2 separate regions of the Triticum aestivum genome follow, and region 2 is linked to region 1. A link is a contact called in public HiCAR-type data. All regions are on one chromosome and are shown on one strand. Each heading gives the region's core, a stretch centred on a gene start, on an enhancer-like site or on the middle of the called end of the contact. The rest is flanking DNA. Distances are from core to core; before and after follow the strand shown.

Region 1 (5,039 bases), core at 1,774-4,273:
AGCGTCAGGTGCGCCGTCTTGAAGTCGTGCATGAGGTCGGCGGACACGAGCACCAGCTGCTTCACCAGGCCGCAGGTGACCAGCCCGGCCACCACGCCGTTGTCCTTCCCCGCCCACGCCGCGAACACGAAGAGCGCCACCTTGCCGTAGTTGTACCCCATGTTCATGTCGGTGAGCCCGGTGCCGTAGGCGTTGCAGAACCCGAGCGCCGGCGCCAGCAGGTACGCGATCACCACGAAGTACCACTTCACCTCCCGGAACATGAGCGGGATGGCCACCACCGCCATGGCGCTGAGCAGCGCGTACCCGGCGTAGGCCACCCACGCCGGGATGTTGTCCCTGTTGAACACCTCGTTGCGCTGCAGGTCGTCGATGGCCACCGAGTCCTCATCCGCCACTACAATGCCGATGCAATGTCAGCATGCATGGTTCATTTCATCCGTAACAACAGATCAAAGAAACGCGAACAAATCTTGTACTGCCATAACTCACCTCTGTTGAGACGGCCGCGCTGCGATTTCTCATGTATGCTCTTGAGGGTGACGAGGATGACTTTGAGGAAGTTGTAGAAGCCGTCGCCAATGAGCAGCGCAATGCAGAGAAAGGCCTGGACATAAACGGAGGTGACAGTCTAAGCCATTGTGCCTGAACTAGTCCTTGACAAGAACAGCCAAATTCAGTAACACGCACACACTGACACACACCTTGTAGCCGTACAGGCCTGACATGCTGCTCGAGGACGCCTTGGCCGAGTACCACTTCCCCTCCTGCTTGCTCATGAGCGGCCACATTACGCCCCAAGAGAGGACGGCGCCGAAGAGGAGGGAGAGGTTGACGAGGTGCGAGCAGATCATCCCGGCGCCAACATACGTCAGGCTGAAGTCGAAGAAGAATCTGGCCACGGAATCATCGAGGATTTAAAACGGTGAACGCTCTCATGCATTTTCATTTTTTCAACCATTGAAACTTGAAAATTGTTCATTCAGCGAGAAAAAAAGAAGTCATATAGAGGCGTTACGTTTGCTTCCAGGCTTTGAGCCCGAAGGTGGGGAACTGGAGGAAGCCACAGACGTCGCCGCCGGTGTAGAACCACTGGAAGAAGCTCCAGAAGAAGCTGATCCCAAAGTACTTGAGGAACCCACGGACCTGCTGCCTGTCGCGGTAAAGGTTGAAAGAAATTCTGTCTGAATCAGTCCGGGCCATCCGTTTCTAAAGCGTTTTTCACACAGTTGAAACACGATTTGATTCATCGTAGCCGGGAATAAAAAGATGTGCTTTTCACGCAAAAGAAAGGGTCTGACCTTGCATTCTTATCTCCTTGAGGTGTGTGGAACCCGTTTATGAGCACGGCAGTGGCAGTCCCACTTGGGTAGGTCAGCTTGTAGTCGATCACCAGTACCTGAAAGTGTTTGGTTATTAGCGATTTCGACTACAAAATCGATTGCAAATATCTTTCTCATCAAGAAGAAAATAAAACGCAGACTAGGCTCCGTCAGCATTGTGGAAAATGATATGACTTGTTAGGGGTTGGTCGTCGATGTTGAAATTCCGGTTAACAAGTGAGAACGGGAGAAAATAATTTTTTGGGTAGGAGGTGGGGGGACTAATCGCCGTCAGTGACCGCAACCCTGATGCTACGGTCTTGCGAGCAATGCCAAAGTTTCAGTTCTTCTGACAGTAACAGCAACGACCCGGGAAAAATCAGGAAGTGCGGCTCGCCATGGACACGGAGAGAGCAGAGAAGGAGAGCACAGGAGCATGGAAATGGAATCGTTTGTACTGAACTGTACCTTTCTGAGAGGGAGCAGGGTGAGGAGGCCGACGAAGCTGATGGCGAGGAGGAAGCCCATCATCCAGCCGATGCCGGGGTCCTTGTAGCTCCCCGGCACGTTGCCCGGCGTGTTCACCCCGGACAGCTCGTACGTCTTCTTGTCCAGCCCCAGCAAGAAGGACCCGAACCCGCCTGCATGCATGCCCAGGATCCAGCGCAGAGCACGAATCAGTAGTTAGCAAGCTAGTAATCAAGATTTGATCTAGAAATGGATTCGGCAATGGCCGGGGTGCTGAATTGGGGGTGATTGATTGATGAGGCCGGGCGCCGGCGCGAGGGAGAGGGATGGAGCGGGGGAGCTTGATTACCGCCGAAGCCGATGGTGTAGCAGGCGACGGCGCAGGTCTGGACGACGGTGTTCTCCTGGCGGGTGAAGGGGCGGCAGGCAATGCCGAGGCGGCGGAGCGCGTGCGTCCAGCCGCGGAGCGCGAGGAAGGCGAGCAGCGCGGCGGAGACGTTGAGCGTGGGGACGAGCCCCGTGGTGAGGCTGAGCTTCATGACGATCACGGTGTAGACCACGCCGATGAGCAGCGCCGCCACCATCCCGCGGGCCGTCACCTGCTCGCGCCACGGCGGCACGCGCTCCGCCGCGCGCGCCGCCGCCGCCGCCGGCTCCGACTCCATGTCCGCCTCGCGCGGCGTCTTCTCGATCTCGCCGGACGCGCCCAGGTCGTGGCGGTCCATGCCGGCGCCCGCGAAGGCCCCCCGGGCGAGCAGCTCGAGCTCCTCGACGGCGGCGGCGGCGGCGCTGCGGGGATGAGAACGCCGTGAGCCCATGGATGCGTGCGCGCAAAAACAAATATACTACCAGGCACAAGACGTCCATGTGCGTGCGCCGGCCAGCGGTGGTAACGTGAAGGGTTGTTGACTAACCAGCGATGAACTGCTGGTATTAAACAAACAATTGCCTTTTTTGCGCAAAAGATTATTTAATTAATTAATTAGTACTAATAGAAAACAGAAAGAAACGCTAGGCGCATCCGCTCTGCTCCAGACATGGCAAGAAACGAGTGAGAGGATCAACGCATCAGGAATGGAGACGTAGCGTCCGAACCGGGCGGGAAGATGATGAAGGCCGCGCGACTCACCTGGTTTTCTTGCAATCCGGTCGCCAAAACCCACCACCCGCCACCCGCCCGCTCGCTCGACTCGGCTCGGCTCGCGGAACGAACGGCGCGCGGACACACGCACACTCCCACGGACGCACGCGGGGCGGGCCGCGGGATTTATACGAGCGGAGACGGGTGGGGATGTACTACTGCGGCTGCCGCATGCGCGCGGAAGTACAAAACGGGGAGAAGTTTGGGGGCTGCAGTACAACGGGAGCGGACGGCGTTGAAAACGGACCGGTCGGTCAGTGATGTGCGATCTTTTCTGGGGCGACGACCTCGCCGGACGCCAGCGCTTGTTCCTTCCTTGAGATCCACTTGACCTCTCTTCTCTGGTTGGGTGCGGGATGGCGACCGATCGTCGCCCGGAGCGCGCGCGGTGGCTGCGAGCAGTAGTATATCTTTGTTTTTTGATCAACTTGCGCCAGTTCCACGTGGTTGGCTCGTTGGACTGGATTGGATTCACTGGATCGGCTGTGCTAAACTAAACAGCAGCAGCAGCAGTAGTCCTACTACGAAACTTTTGTCTGAACATTTAAAAAAAATAACTTTTCTCTGAAGCTTCGGCGAAACTGCCGTATGCGATATGCCTTGGTCCGTTAGTCGTGCGTAATATTGTTGTGTCTGCACTGTCTAGCGTGATTGGGATCACACTCACTACGCCTAGTCGGCTACGTGCTACCTGAACGCAAGAGTTTGAATGTGAAGGTCTCCTCTCCTGTAGCATGATCCCAATTATGAGCATTGCTATACACACGACGTATGAACGCACGACCCACAGACGATAAGTAGGATCAGCTGGGGTTTTTAGTCCGTGTGGCTCATGCTCCTGTCGGGCACAAATCGTCCAGCAGTCAATCGTGTGTGTGCAGAGCACTTTTGCCCAATTATTGATTTATTTCGTGTGGTATGGTACGTACTATAACAGTAGGCGGTAGCATCGTCCTAGGTTGCTGTTGAATAATTTTGCGGGCTACGTTTACACATGCATGGCATTGATTCTCTTTATCGGCGGTAGTTGTTGTTTTGTTGCGCTGGTCCTATTGGGTGTTAGCCCGACATCTTCCTGATTCTACTTACAACAAGTTTTACCCGGCTCCGGTGAGGAAGAAGCAATGACGGCCATAATTGAAGATGAATAGATCGAAAGTTTTCTCGCAAAAGAAAAAAACCCAACTCAATTAATTGGCACGCAATTTAAAGCAAAAAAATGATATACATGCATCACTCTACTATGCTGATGTCGGACCATTCAATGAGCTTAGCTTAGGCTGGTCACAGTGGGGAGGAACTTAGGAGTAACATCACACACTTCAATACAATTTTGCTTATGTGGCACGTATTTAATGAAGAGAGAGGTGCTTGTGGTAACTAGCTAAGTTACCGGAACATCACACACTCCAAGAAACAATGAGTCTATAACCTAATAAATACATCGTTGCATGACACTACATAGATGTTCCTACCCACTATGAAGGTAGTAACATAGTCTAGAGAAGTGTGAAGTTACTAGCTTATGTTCTTGCCCATTGTGACCAGCCTTAGCTTTTGGCTGGATGTAACTTCCGAACGTCAGACTTTCTGTCCAGGTGCTGCCGCAAAGTCATACACAGAGCTACTTAGCTAGTTGGGAAATCCTACCCCGCCAAAAAAAAAAGTGGGAAATCCCCTGCGTACATTTTCAGTAAAAACACGCGTGCACACACGACAGAAATTACAAGCTGCCTGAGAAAAAAAGGCAGGGGCGAGCAGGCGTCACTTCTTCCTTGTTGGCAAATAATATAGGAGCAGGGCAGAAGATTTGTTAAACCAGAGAACCAAGCATGATGAAGCAGAGCATCACATGACACAGGAAGATTATGCTGCCACGCATCAAATTCAGATACCGAGAAGCGCCCCTCTGCCTGTGACCTCTCCATCTATCTGCGTGACGAACTGCACAGGAGCCGTCAATAAGAGCAACTCCAACGGGCCGACTTAAACAGACACGATTTCATTCGTTTTTTTGTCCGTTTGGATCGGCCAGACGGACATGGATGCCCGCTTTCGCATTTGGGTCGGCGTCTACGCCCAACACTGGCCTGAGACCCATTTTGACG
Region 2 (5,039 bases), core at 1,574-4,073, 430 kb before region 1:
TATGGCGCCGTCAGATCGTGAATCAATCATGGAGGCCCATGGGCGCGGTCAAATCCGACTTGCTGCAGCCGGAGGCGGAGAGGTTTTCCTCCATTGGAGGTGGTAGGAGTGGTGGCTCACTCTCCGTCCGGCGTGTGGTCTTTGTTCGCCGATCTTGTGGCAGGCTTTTTGCCGATGCCGTTGTGTGCCCGCGAGTGCATCATGATCAAAGGATCATCATGGTCTCTCATGGCATCGCCCTCTCCCCTTTTGGTGACAGGTGGAGGTTGTAGAAGTGTATATGTAGATTGCCTAGATCTTTTCATCTGTTTGGACTTTTGGTTGCGTTGGCTAGTGCATGAAGCTTAACATGGTATCAGGGCCTAAGGTCTTGAGTTGAAGTCCCGGCTTTCGCAATTTATCCAAAAATTGTTGTTCAAGATCCACCATCAAGACGGTGACCGGAACACTATTCATATCTGTAATTAAAAATCAGGATCCAGAAGGTTGTGTGGGACCTTGTGTGCCTTTGGTCGGGAGAGCTTCATTCCACACCACTCTCCCCTTTTTTGTCTACCAACGCCTGGTAGAACGAAATGTTGCGGCAATTGTCCTCAAAGGAGAAGAAACCGCTGCTGTATATACATGCTCTGGAATGTATGGGCGGAAAATCGGCACATCTTGAGCACAATGAGTCAATGAGGCTCGCGTACCACAAGGTGTTCCCCAAGGGGTTCTTAGGGTACTGCAGAGAGTTCGAGTGCAGCGCATCCAATTGGTCCTAGACTCCTAGTAGCCTATCCCGTTGGAACATGTCTAAGTTCAGAAACATGCCCAGCCCTTTTATATTTTGTAACATTTCTTTCTTATTATAGTGAAAAGGCAATCCTTCTGCTATTTTTCTCCAAAAAGAAGGCACATTCAGTAGGGACAACAAAGTCATCACCGGTCAATCTGATATCATGAAAATGATAGAAATGAAATCAGGAGCGAGGAGCTCCTCAAGTCGAAGGAAAAAAAAGCATGAAAATGGTACTCCTAGCACTGACGTCAAACTACATCACCTAACTAAATCGAAGTCAGCTTTGCCTAATCCGTGAGTTGGTCTTATCCTTATAAACAAACAAGGATAGCAAGACAGAGACAAAAAGACCTTACGCCGCACGCGTAGGCGTAGGACAGCAGAAGGAGCCAACATTTTTCAGTTGTCCAAGCAAGAGCAATACAGATAGTGACAAGGAGTTGATTACCACTTTGACAGTATGCAAGCAACATTTGTAGAGGAGTGAGTGTTACAGAATCATTAAGCTTGTGAAGGTAATAGTGCAAGCAAGACTGTGGGGAGCACAAGCATACTGATTACTGACCTTCCTGAGAGGGACGAGCGCGATGATCCCCACGAAGCTGACGGCGAGGAGGAAGCCGGTCATCCACGCAATGCCGGGCTCCTTGTAGCTCCCCGGCACGTTGCCCTCCGTCTCCTCCCCGGCCATCTCGTAGGTGTTCTTGTCGAGCGCGAGCAGGTAGGACCCGAACCCACCTGTGGGAAGGGAAGGGAAGGGAAAAATCCAAGGACGCGTCTCAATCCAAGGTCTCCACTTGACAAATTGGCAGATGCGATGTGTGGCCGGCACTGACCTCCGACGGCGATGCCGTAGCAGGCGACGGCGCAGGTCTGCACGACGGTGTTCTCCTGGCGCGTGAAGGGGCGGGCGGCGACGCCGAGGCGGGCCAGCGCCTTGGTCCAGGCGCGGAGGAGGACGAAGGCGATGAGCGCGGCGGAGACGTTGAGCGTGGGGACGAGGCCCGTGGTGAGGTTGAGCTTCATCACGATGACGCTGTACATGGCGCCGACCGCCAGGCTCGCCACCATCCCGCGCGCCGTCAGCTGCTCCCGCCACGGCGGCACGCGGCCCCGCGCGTGCCCGGCCCCCAGCTCTGGTTCGTCGCCGTGGCCGTCGAGCTCGCGGATCTCCTCGAAACGGACTCTGCGGCCGTCCCGCGAGTGCGGCGCCATCGCGAGCTCGACGCCCGGCGACGGCGGCGGCGGCCTCCTCCGCCTGTCCTGCTGCATAGACATAGTGGGGGCAGATTCTCGCGGCGTCAGATTCGAGTCCGGGGGGAGACGGAGGAGTCATCGGACCGCCGGACAGAGCACGATGTTCGTTAATCATTAGTGAGCTCTACACTTGTACTACTACTAGCTCCGAGTGAGCTCTTGAGAGAGCTGTGAGTGATTCCAAGGCAGAATCCATGGAGCAAGGAGGACATTCTTGATTCTTCGGTTAGAATGGATAATTGCGCGTACAGAGAGCATGGATTAAAAATCTCACCTGCCGGGCCCTCTAGCTTCGACCAAAAAGCTTGGGAGCGCCCCCGTCAGAAAATGATGGAAGGCCTCTTGTCCTCTTGGCCTTCCATCATCTAGTGCTGCTCCTCACCGCAGCACTCGGTGCTCCCCGTGAGGCCGAGAGCTTGTGTGCAAACAACGGTGCAGGAGCTGTGTAGCAGATGCATACAAGCAAACTGACGGGAGTTCCTACTCGGCACGCATCGTCGATAAAATATCTCATTATCAACGCTCGGGAACGAGCCCCGTCCAATCAGAACTCCAGACCAAGGGGCTGAAATTGGAAAGACTTTTAGTTAAAAAAAATAGCGGGGTCAACGAAGATCCGGGCGAGATCGATCTACGGTTGCTTGAAAAATCGTTAACTGACGCGATTGCGTAGCTGAAAGAAGGGTCGGCTTCGGTGACCCCGCATAAATCAGCTGGTTAACTTAACTTTCGGCGTGTGGTCGCCACGGCTGACGGCTCCCCGGCACGCACCGCTCGGAGGAGGAGGCCGCGAGTCCACGTCGACTCGAAAAGCAAGAAATGAAGCGGGGAGAGGAACAGACGGAGTAATACGCAGCAAATCACGCGGATTCTCGTCGGAAAGGACTAATCAGTGATCACTGATCTTTTTTTTTTGCGAACTAGTGATCACTGACCTGATCAAGATACATAACAAATACTCCCGAATCTCATCGGGGGGAGTAGGAGGATGAGATTCGGGAGAGGAGGCAACTCTCCTTGCGTGGCTTGCTTCCAAAGCAGTCCGGGAAGCGCCTCTTTCATTAAATCAAATGTGTTTTATTGTTTGTTTGTTTTTGGCGAGGACTAAAAACTTGTATAAAAATATGTCTGACGGTTCATATTATTCCATATTTTTTTAGGGAAATGCCCAAAATAAACCTTGAACTTGTAGGCGAAATCTAAATCAAACTCTGAACTCTCAGTACCTAAAATCAGCACACCAAACTCTCTTATCCCGGCCTATTTTAAACCTCGAGAGGATTTAGCTGGTATTCCTTTTTCTTTGTTTTTTTTCTTTTTATTTTCCTTTGGTTTTTCATTGGTTTTCTTCTGCTTTTTTCCATTCATTGTACTTTGTTTTTCCAATGGTTTTATCTGGTTTTCCTTTCTTCGTTATACTTTTTGTTTTTTCTTCATATTGTTTGTTTTTTTGCTTTTATTTTGTTTCTTTATCGGTAACCGGTTTTCTTTTTTACACATGTCTAATTATTCTCAGTGCCCAATGCACAATTTTAGCACACATGTGTAATATTTTCTAATACACTTTCGACATTTTTCAAATACATTAGATAATTTTTTTTAAATACAAGTTTACAATACTTTTCTGAATACACGGTAATACTTTTTCAAATAGATGTTTTACATTTTCTTAAGGACAATAAACATCTATACCAATATAAAAAGACCTAAAGGGGCAGATCCAACAAATCCCGGCCGTCAAATCAGGTCAATCTAACGACTCAGGTTGTTCCAATGGTGAGCGCTCAACATGTTTAGTGTGCAGTTAATAGCATACCAAATATTAATGCCAATGCTAATCACATACTTAATGCATAAATAATATCCTACCTAATACTTACGTGTAATTAATATATTACCTAATATCAACGTGCATTGCACGTACACATTTACTAGTTTTATAAACTACACGGACATTTTTTTACATTGTTACACATTTTTTAAATTGTATACACTTTTTCAAACACATGTCACATATAGTATTTTAAGGGTATGGCATTATTTTTTACATCATGCAAACCTTTTTCTTTACATTGTATACGCTTTTTTAAAGGTCACAAGCACATTTTTTGAAACTCATGAACATTCTTGAAATGCTACCATTTTTTTATGGATGAAACATTTTTTTTGAATCACAAGAATATTATTTTCCATTGTACAAACATTTTTTTAAATGCCACATACGTTTATCTAAACTCGTGATGTTTTTTAGATGCCATTAACATTTTCTTTACACATTTTTTCAGGTTTCAAAATTTGTTTCCATTTTTAAAATTTTCCATAAGTGTTCGCACTTTAAAATTTTCTTCAGGTTTCAAAAATGTTTATATTTCAAAAAGTGTTCGCTTTTCAAAACTGATTGCTTTTTCAAAAAAATAGTTGTTTTCTTAAAGTATTCGGAATTTTCAAAAGTGCCCACACTTTATAAAATGTTTGGCCATTTCCAAAATTGTTTATGTTTTCAATATTTGTTTGCCCCTAAAAATGTTTTCAAAGTTCGACGTTTCGGTGTGTCTTTAACTATTTCGGGCCTCTGATTATATCACTCATAGTCATGTGTTCTAGTGGCTATCAAGATAAGCTCAACTTTGCCAGGTCCCAAGTTCGACTCCGGTTTTTACGTCGCGTGGTAAGAAAAAAGCTTCATGCTTGGTGGGCTGGCCCAATCGAGTCCACGTGCAACAATCCCGGGATTTAACATGCCATGTCAACAATCCCTGTTTGGGAACTCTCTCAAGGTTCAAAATAGATTGGGATCAGAGAGTCCGATGTGTTGATTTCTGGGATTTGAAGTTTGGGATTCGATTTAGCTTTCGTCTACAAGTTCAAGGTTTATTTCAGACTTCTTCCAAAAAAATTAACGTCCACACAAATATCTTAATGTTTGTCTGGTTCACAAAATTCTAAAACATAAAGGGATAATTAGATTTATGCCCTTAGTTGTGTCCCACTCGGTTGTTTT

Evidence for each region. HiCAR-type assays count read pairs that join an accessible place to other places.
Region 2: a contact with region 1 is called in a HiCAR-type map of leaf, with 6 times the contacts expected there. The contact joins the promoter of LOC123189963 here to the promoter of LOC123189961 in region 1. A contact is called at or near these places in 1 of 5 Hi-C or Micro-C datasets (leaf) and 1 of 1 datasets of contacts at active chromatin or transcription factors (leaf).

Annotation. Positions count from the first base shown.
Region 1 is chr2A:643,982,380-643,987,418 of IWGSC CS RefSeq v2.1, reverse strand. It overlaps LOC123189961 (probable metal-nicotianamine transporter YSL16), which reads right to left and starts at 3,023. Exons shown (of 8, transcript XM_044602499.1): 1 at 2,920-3,023; 2 at 2,140-2,579; 3 at 1,791-1,963; 4 at 1,302-1,399; 5 at 1,019-1,153; 6 at 705-894; 7 at 493-607; 8 at 1-397. The coding sequence starts at 2,515.
Region 2 is chr2A:644,411,468-644,416,506 of IWGSC CS RefSeq v2.1, reverse strand. LOC123189963 (probable metal-nicotianamine transporter YSL9) reads right to left here and starts at 2,823. Exons shown (of 8, transcript XM_044602501.1): 1 at 2,313-2,823; 2 at 1,618-2,047; 3 at 1,347-1,519. The coding sequence starts at 1,996.